Linked DNA regions of Mus musculus: all the other regions are linked to region 1. The links are chromatin contacts, called in public Hi-C and promoter capture Hi-C maps. All regions are on one chromosome and are shown on one strand. The core of a region is the stretch at or near the end of the contact, and the rest is flanking DNA. Distances in the headings are between cores, read along the strand shown.

Region 1 (2,867 bases), core at 249-2,748:
TTCAAAGAACTGCGTGGTGCTCCCAGAATTTATCCCAAGAGCTTTGTAGGGTTTACTTCCAAGATAGAAGGAGCAGAGGTTCTTTGTTATTAATATATTTTATATTAGCTTGAGGAAATGTGTTGTTCTTCAGTGAGGAAATAAGTTAATTATAAGGAAAAGAGGGTGTGTGGAAAGGTCCATATCCTTGAATTATAAAATTTCTCTCATTTCCCTCCCACCCCAAAGATTCCCATAACGGTATCTAAATGCATCATGTAAGAAAACTTCTTCATCTACTGCAATTAGTTATTCTCTTATCTACCAATAAGAATTTGCATATGAGCTGTGAGGTAAACTTTTAAAAACAATTTATTCGTAAAGATAGGCAGTGCCTGCTTAGAGAACCTTTCCATGGGAGAGAAGATACTTTGAAAAATATTCTCTGTGTGGAACTTTCTGCTGAAGTTAAAGACAAGATTGTTTCTGTCTTCAGCTTTAGAAGGAGCTGAAAGACTCTGTGCATGAAATAGAAGTGTAATGTTCTTAGAGTATCATGCACTACCTCAGTTCCATGTGCTTAGTAGGTGCTCATTAACTAATCATGCAAACTGCAGAATGGCTCTTGTTGTTTGGGATCATATAGGCTGTGTTTAGAACCACCGGGAACTCGGCAAAACCAAGTCTCATTTAATCCCATTACACGTGTCCATTTCTCAATTCTCCCTTCTTTCTGTGAACTCTGAAATCATGTGTTAGGAGCTGTATTTGGGAAGACAGGCTCAAACATCATAATCATCATACCTTACAAAGACAACACAAAGAGAAAATGTAAAACCAAATCAGAGGCGGGCCAATGTCCTCATGGAGTGTCTTTGTGGTTCTACCTCTGGAGACACCACGTTAGGATAGATTTGACATGAGAGGCAGGATGGGGCCTTCTCTAGGGACTCCTCTTAAACTCTGACTTAGCTCAGCTGGCTAATTGGCTTAGCCTTCCTCATCTGACAAACTCAGGTTTTAAAAACAGAACCAGAGGAGGGCCATTGGTCTGGAGTAAAGGTTATCAGGATAGTAAACAAATTCCCTAAGCCTTCTGTTGAAAAATGCTCAGTGGGGCAGACCTGGCTTTTCCTGTTCTTGGCTGCATCTGCTGTGAGCATAATAGGCTCATTTAAAGTGAAGGGTTTGCCTTGAGATCAGAGCTTAGGGTGGATTCTGTAGTGCAGTGATGATCATAGAGTCCTGCTTTCTCCCACCACTGTGCTCTCTCCTTTATTTCCAACCCATTACCAGTTTTGCCTTATAAAGTTGAATTAAAAGTGGAGGATGGTGGTTCAGTAAGTCATCTTCACTTTATTCTCTAACACTAGACAGTTCCCACTTCCTGGGTGCCTCTGTGCCAGGGAGCTGTGACTGTCTGGTTTTCTGTATTGACACAGTGCTGTAAAGTGACATAGTTGTCACTTTACAGAGCAGTGATAACTTTGTTTTGGTGAATGAAACTTCCCCGACGTGCAGAAAGAGGAAGTGGCAGACCACTCTATCTATTGTTCATGTTCCTGTTTCGCATCTGCCCTCTGAATGGTACACAGTGAGAGGAAGTCCCAGACACTGTGGTCATCACCCATCAGGTTTTAAACGTCTAGCTTGCTGGATCAGAAATTACACTTAGGACCCTCATGCTCTGATGTTACTGCATAGGCAGGGAGGGACTCACTTTTCAAGTGTGTCTACTGGTATTGCACAAGCCACTAACCTTCTCACTCATCACTGAGACGGGATCCTACAGAACAAGGACATGGAGCTAGGCCATAGCCTCGATGGCTTATCTCTCGAAGCTCCTCTAATCAGTCCTATTCCAAACTGGGTGACTAGAGCAGATTATAGAGCCATGGGGTGCAACTTCTGCTGGCCTCATTCCATGCTGTGCAGGCGGTATAAATATGGCTATAAAATCTTGAGCTGCAACTCTAGGCCACGTCACAGAGGTATGACATGACTCGTAACTGGAGCAACACTGGTCAATTAGAAGGGAGGCCGCTCTTTGTGGGAGGAGCATGTTTGGTAGTCTTTGAATTAAGAATCAGACACAATGTCAAAGGCCATGGCCCAAATTAAAAGAAGACCTTGGCACAAGGAAAGGGTGGAGAGAAACCCTCTGTTGCTCACAGAAGAGCATTCCTACAGTGTCCCATGGATTAAATGCCTACAGGGTCTGAAATGGCATAATCAAATCAATTATAATACTGTACCAAACATATAATATTGTACCATTACATAATATATGAATTATCCATTACTACATAAAATAAATTATCCTAGCTCAAAACAACAAACTTATGACATAGTTCCTGAGTATCAGTAATTAAGTGGCGCGTCTAGATGGTTCCCTCTCAGAAGGCAAGTGCTGGGTGAGGAGTCAGGCAGCCAAGGTTTTCAAGATTTGAGAGAGTTGATTTAAATGATTGCTGTCAGGAGGCTGTTAAGCCCAAGTTGCATGTACCCAAAGACCACTAAGGAGCCAATTCCAATGTAAACCATGTAACGGTCTTTATTGTGAGCAAGGTCTCTCTCACCATCATAGTGGGTCAGAGTGAGAGCCCTGAGTCTAGGGGTTCAGGATTTGTATTGCGGATACAGCAAACTTGGGGCATGCATCTATACAGGTCAGCAAGTTAATATTTTAAAAACTACATTTCTGCTGTACTCCGTAGGAACTGAAGATGAGAACGAAGCCATCGGACCACCAGGATGGATAAGTTACTTATTCTCTGCAGGATGTCTTGAGTTATCTTGACCCTGCTATTGTAGCCTCACTGGCTGTTGCTAAGGGGGATGGGTTGTCATAGGGTACTTGCTCAGGAGGACTCTGACTTTATTCCTGG
Region 2 (2,867 bases), core at 227-2,726, 130 kb after region 1:
TCAAACCCCATGCCGCTTGTGAACTCTTCCTGATCAGCCCTAGGGTCAGCGGAGAGCTGGGCAGAAATTGGTGTTTTGAGTGATTTGAACATACCATGTAGCCAAATTGGTGCAGTGTGTTGGGGGAAGGAAGGAGAGGACAAGAATGAAAACACTTATGGCTTTTCGTGACTTTATGAGGGTCAGAAGTCAATGTCTTTATTAGTGTTTGGAGGTCAGAGGTCAATATCTTTATTTTCTCTCCGCCTTATTTTTTGAGATGAAATCTTCTTGAACCTGGAGATCATTGATCTTGCTTGACCACAGGCTAGCTTGTGCCAAAGTTCTTGTATATCTGTGTCCCCAGGGTATTGTAGGTGCATGTCCCAGAGTCTGGGTCTTTACCAAGTCCCAGAGATCTGAACTTGTGTTGTCACACCCTTGTGGCAGGCACCTTATCAGCTGAGCTATCGCCCAGCCCCGCAAGTAGCTAAATTTTAAAACAAAAATCTCATCACTATTCACAGACAGGGCTATCATTCTCTCATCTTTGAAATGATGGTGAGTTCTGTGGTCCTTTTCCCTCGGTCTTTTGCAGTTCTTACGTGATTCAACTTTTCCTTTTGGTTTGCCTGACTGTGTGTTTTTGTGTGCTATTCATTTTGATTGTACATGTTTGTGAGAATGCATCATTATGAGGAAAATGCCTTGAAGGGAAAGTTCGAATATGAAATGAAATTGCGTAGGATTCTGCAATTTAGATTAGATGATTTTATATGCCAAATATGGAAGCAAAGTACTCGTTGGTGCAGCGTGCATATCCTGTAACCAGCAGCAAACGTTTGCGACCCCTACCAGGCCGCCCAGGCAGACTTCCTGCGGTGCATGGCAGCTGATGAGAGTTGTCTAGGAGATGGGATGACTTGCGTCTCACACACCACCATTTTTAGGAACAACTAATTTTAATTTGGCAAGCTATCGACAAATCTTTAGTACTTTCTTTTTATAAGGCACATTAACCCTAGTTATTATATGATTAACCCTAGTTATTACATGAACTAGTTATTACATTGGTGGTAGCATTAGGTTCCTCCTTTCATCACAGAGCCTGCAGATGAATATTCTGGAATGATTCCGTCAGTACCGTTCTTGACAAGTCTATGAAGATAATTAAAGGTTACTTCATCATAAGTATGAGAAAATAGTTTTGGATTTGAAATTTAAGTTCACGTTTCACGTTTTAAACAGAAATGTCTCCTTGACACAAGAATCAGGGGATTCTTACAGTTTCCATGGAGACTAAATAATAAACATTTCTTTTCCATTAAGATTAATATGTCTGTGTGAATGAAATTTCATATGGTCTTGGTTACTGGTTGTTCCCACAAGAAAATCGTGAAGTGGGAACACCCTGGTGTTTAAGAGTATCCTTTGCTTTAGAGAGAACAGGAAATTTCACCCCATATAGACAGGGCTGAGTCATGGTGGTCACAGGAGCTGCTGGGCTGGCTCCAGTGCATATAAAACACTGGGTGATTTCCCTGGCCATGACCATGACAAGTAGCCTCTTGCAGCCTGGAAAAGAGGACAGACTTTGCTGTTTTGTAGAAGATATACATTGCTTCCTTTCCCAGCAACCATTGGTAAAAGCACAAATTGTTACTGGCTAAAATTATCACCCTAGGAGAGGTGCAAGAGCCCTCTAGACAGTTGTATACCTGAGAAGTGGAAAACAGAGGCCAACAACACAGTTCCCTCTTTCTAAAAGAGATATGCAATGCAATTGTAAGTCTGGAACTCACCTGAAAAGTTATAGATCCCCAGAGGGCAGTGCTATGAGGTAGGAGGTGCAATTAAAATGGAAGGTGACAAATGCTTTCTTTAGTAGAGAAGATAAAACACGTGGAAGATGTTCCACCCACCTGGAGCGTCTTTGTTCCTAGTTGGTGATGGCTTGTTGGTCACATACTAGTCCAAGTGCTTGTATTTAATGTTTTCGTGCCCTACAGTTACGAAACTAGGTTCCTCTTTGAGAAACCAGGTTTCTCCTCCTCCTCCTCCTCCTCCTTCTCCTCCTCCTCCTCCTCTTCTTCTTTCTTCTCTTTCTCTTCTTCCTCCTCCTCTTCCCTCTTCCTCCCTCTTCCTCCTCTTCTTCCCTCTCCTCTTCCTCCTCTTCCTGCTCCCTCCTCTCCTCCTTTCTTTTAATATTCCCAGGCACCTTCTCAAATCTGTGTTGTTGGACGCAATCAGACTGTAGAAACATATGATATAAATCTCAAGGGTTTTTATCTGATCAAAGAACAGCACAGAGGAATTTGCTCTGAAAATAGTCTCTATTTTCAAGTGAACCATCTAATGCATAAACTAAGGTGAAAACTCGGGCTGCCCCCATCCCATTTGGGTGTCAGGAACCTAGTGAAATAATGCCTCACGTGACTAATGGAGAGACATAGGCAGCCCTGGCTGTCCACTATCATCATTTGGGCATGTACTTCATGAGCACATCTCTTCCTTGTTTATCACATGATCTCTCTGGTGTCTCTTCAAAGACAGCAAGTTACTGCAGTTCTCTGGTCCTCTACATCCTCATCCTTGAAGTGAGATTAGTAATGTCTAGCTATGTGAGGATCTCTTATTCATTTGCTCTAAAGTGCTTCTTTGGGGCCTGGCATGTAGTGAACGCTCAATGAATGTTTATTTTCCATTATTAAATACCAATTTGTTCATTGCCTTCCACCAAATGCATAGTCTGTAAGCATAGAGGCAACCTATCTATTGCTGAATAACCAGCAGCTGAATAAATCTGGCCTATCACACACACACACACACACACACACACACACACACACACACACACACACACTAACATGTCAGTATATGCTTTAGAA
Region 3 (2,867 bases), core at 150-2,649, 85 kb after region 1:
GGTGGTAGTCTTGGGTTCTATAAGAGAGCAGGCTTAGCAAGCCAGGGGAAGCAAGCCAGTAAAGAACATCCCTCCATGGCCTCTGAATCAGTTCCTGCTTCCTGACCTGCTTGAGTTCCAGTCCCGACTTCTTTTAGTGATGAACAGCAATGTGGAAGAGTAAGCTGAATAAACCCTTTCCTCCCCAACTTGCTTCTTGGTCATAATGTTTGTGCAGGAATAGAAGCCCTGACTAAGACACACACACACACACACACACACACACACACACACACACACACACCATGGCACACATTAGCCAGGGTTTTAGGAAAAGCTATTTGGGTTAAGTTGGTAACTCCATGTAGAACCAGTTTTAATTTTATTAAAACATTTAAAATATCCATATGTTTGCGTCATTGAGAGGACTGAAGTATTGTGGCGGTTACTCTAAAGGAGTAGGAGTGGGTGCGGTTTGGAAACAGGTGTTACTTGAAATTACAATTTAAGTCTGGAAAGAATTGCCTACTTTCAACCCAATTGTCAACTGGAAAAAAAATTTCAGATTTGTCGAATATGCTCAAACATGTATGTATGTAATATTTTCATGAATGAATAGTGAACCAACTAGAAAAAATTTCAGGCTTGTTGAATGTGCTCCAATGTGTATATATGTATTATTTTAATGAATGAATGATGAGTGACTTATTTTGCAAGTAACTTATAAGTGTAAGCATGTTAATTCATTTATATTTTATGACAAATTTTCTAGCTGATATTGGTGATGGATAATAATATCATTCAGGAGGGGCAACATTTGATGCAAAATGTACTGAATGGCTTCTACAAAGGTAATGTTTGCTGTGTGTATGAAGTTTTTCTCTTTGGGTATTGGTGTCCAGCACCTGGATGCATGGGAGGTGGGTGTCAAGGCTAAAAAGAATATCCTAAGCCTTATAAATGGCTTAGCTTAATTTTACAAAAATTAGCACTAGAGGACTAGGGTAGGAAATACATCATTTCTACTAAGCATTTTTCCTCTGTCCACTGTAACAGTGTGGACTTCGAAAGGATCTGGAGAGGGAGGAGCTGGCTGCTTTCCAGGATGGACGTCTGTGTTGGGGAAGGGTAGGCATCGCCAACTGCTGTGGGTTCAGAAGATGCTCTCCTGTCCATGTGTCCTCTGTCACCTTTAGCTAGGTAGTGACAGTGTGTAAAGCTGCCTTGGCTGGCAGGGACACACACATATTTTGCTTGTATAAATAGAACAGTGCGTAAAACAAGACAGTTCAAATGGAACATTCTCACCCAAGGCCATGCAGATTTATTAAAGAAAAACGTTGCTAAAGTATAAAGGCACTAAAGGTGTAATTTGTAAGCTGAGCACATGTAGCTATTCGAGATGACGTTAGCTCAGTGAGTCATTGCTATCTGGTTAATCATTACCTGGAGCCTTGAGGAGAAGGAAGAAGGAAGTGTGGAAATCTGCATGTGTGCTTTCTGGGCATTGTTTCTAAAAGCCACAGAAAATAATATCTGCTGCTTTGAACGTTGCTTCCTTTTCCTAAGGTAGCTTTCATCTAAGTAGCATTGTGTCTAGGGTGGGAAACGGCCAACTCTGCCCTGCAGGCGTATAGTTAAGGGACCATGATTTTTACAACTTGAAAATTGTCTATCATTCTCTGTACTTAGGGACATTTTTCTTTGATGATTGCACACAGATAACACTGATCATGAATATCACTTCAAGAATTAAAATATGTCCTAGGTAAAGAGTCTGGCTTTGGAAATGGAATTGTTTGGAATATGTGCAGTTCTTTATTGTACAATGTCTGATCTATCTCAGTGTTCTCTATTTATGTACTGGGCTTTTACAAGAGTAAACAGCTCCAAGCCAGGATAACATGTTACCTACCCTTCCTTAGTTGCTCCGTGATCACTGGTCTTAACATGCACCCAGTATGCTTCTTACATGGTCCAGTATGCTTGTTGTTACGTGGTTCAGTACCATTGTTCTAATGCACTGTGTACCTTATGACACATACATACAAACATGAATTCAAACCTTTAAGTCATGATTAATAAAAATTCTAATATTTTCTATCAGTTCCCCAAAGTATTGTATGGGATACATGTGCCTTACTTTTAGGTATGTGATAATATAGTCAGGAAATATTTGCTTTTAATGTTCAGCTAGTCTGTTCTGACTGCCAACAAATTTGTGAAGATTCAAGATTATAGTGTGCTCGAGATCTAGTAATGGAGTATGAGGGAGGGGCGTGATAAAGGAATTAGCCTGTGACTAAGGCTTGCCAGGACAAAAGTTTGTTTCCAGATGCTGGCCCAGTCTGATACATGTCACATAGCTGTCCTCGGGCTCTCTTCCAACCTGCTTATATCACCTTGGCAGCACCTGGTTTATAAGGCTACTAGATGGGGAAGAGAAGTGCTCCTTTGGGCCTTCCTCATTGGTCTGTGCATAGTCATGTGGGCTCACTCTACCTGCAGAGGAGGCTGGGAACCAATCTTCCCTTGTGCCAGCAAGAGGAGTGCAAAGTGAGATACAGTGTCTCACCGCAGCTCCTGCCTCCTACATCATTAGTGCATAGTTGTTAGTGTTTGTCAACTCAGCTCATAGGAGCCATGTAAAAGCTTTAGCATAGATTTTAGCCTGAGCAGGATGTTGTATTTTAGTAAGATTGTGCTCTTCAAACACTTCAGTTTTTTTTCTTATAACTGTAATCACAGTGTATTTTCGTATTTCCCTTTTGATCTCATTTGAATATATTCTTGCAGAAATAAAACCATTGGCTCACTTACCATGTTTCTGCTCTTATCTCTTTGTCTCACACTACTGTGCTGAATAGATAGTGCTAACTTTGGTTTAT

The links. Promoter capture Hi-C pulls out the DNA fragments that hold promoters and counts their contacts. A called contact is a pair of places that touch in the nucleus more often than the background predicts.
Region 2: a contact with region 1 is called in a Hi-C map of bone marrow-derived macrophages, with 2.5 times the contacts expected there. The contact joins two enhancer-like sites. A contact is called at or near these places in 5 of 39 promoter capture datasets (cranial neural crest, frontonasal cranial neural crest, liver and 1 more), 21 of 484 Hi-C or Micro-C datasets (Th2 cells, bone marrow-derived dendritic cells, bone marrow-derived macrophages and 11 more), 4 of 115 datasets of contacts at active chromatin or transcription factors (bone marrow-derived dendritic cells, double positive thymocytes, hepatocytes and 1 more) and 5 of 9 other capture datasets (adipose tissue, bone marrow-derived macrophages, embryonic stem cells and 2 more).
Region 3: a contact with region 1 is called in a promoter capture Hi-C map of liver. The contact joins two enhancer-like sites. A contact is called at or near these places in 1 of 39 promoter capture datasets (liver), 2 of 15 datasets of contacts at CTCF or cohesin (CD8 T cells and large pre-B cells), 7 of 484 Hi-C or Micro-C datasets (B cells, CD8 T cells, embryonic stem cells and 2 more), 1 of 115 datasets of contacts at active chromatin or transcription factors (embryonic stem cells) and 4 of 9 other capture datasets (adipose tissue, embryonic stem cells, liver and 1 more).

The regions. Positions count from the first base shown.
Region 1 is chr1:51,933,357-51,936,223 of GRCm38.p6, reverse strand. No RefSeq gene overlaps it. Among named protein-coding and RNA genes, the nearest start is that of Gm33795, 19 kb to the right of the region's middle. Within about 2 kb of position 1,498, at least 117 of the 459 cell types and tissues checked have an H3K27ac peak or open chromatin away from gene starts, as enhancers often do. A contact at or near this core is called in bone marrow-derived macrophages, liver and uterus, where this site is marked.
Region 2 is chr1:51,807,015-51,809,881 of GRCm38.p6, reverse strand. The region is part of intron 7 of Myo1b (myosin IB); the gene reads left to right. Among named protein-coding and RNA genes, the nearest start is that of Myo1b, 110 kb to the left of the region's middle. Within about 2 kb of position 1,476, at least 20 of the 459 cell types and tissues checked have an H3K27ac peak or open chromatin away from gene starts, as enhancers often do. A contact at or near this core is called in bone marrow-derived macrophages, where this site is marked.
Region 3 is chr1:51,848,278-51,851,144 of GRCm38.p6, reverse strand. All of the region lies in intron 3 of Myo1b (myosin IB), which reads left to right. Among named protein-coding and RNA genes, the nearest start is that of Myo1b, 66 kb to the left of the region's middle. Within about 2 kb of position 1,399, at least 55 of the 459 cell types and tissues checked have an H3K27ac peak or open chromatin away from gene starts, as enhancers often do. A contact at or near this core is called in liver and uterus, where this site is marked.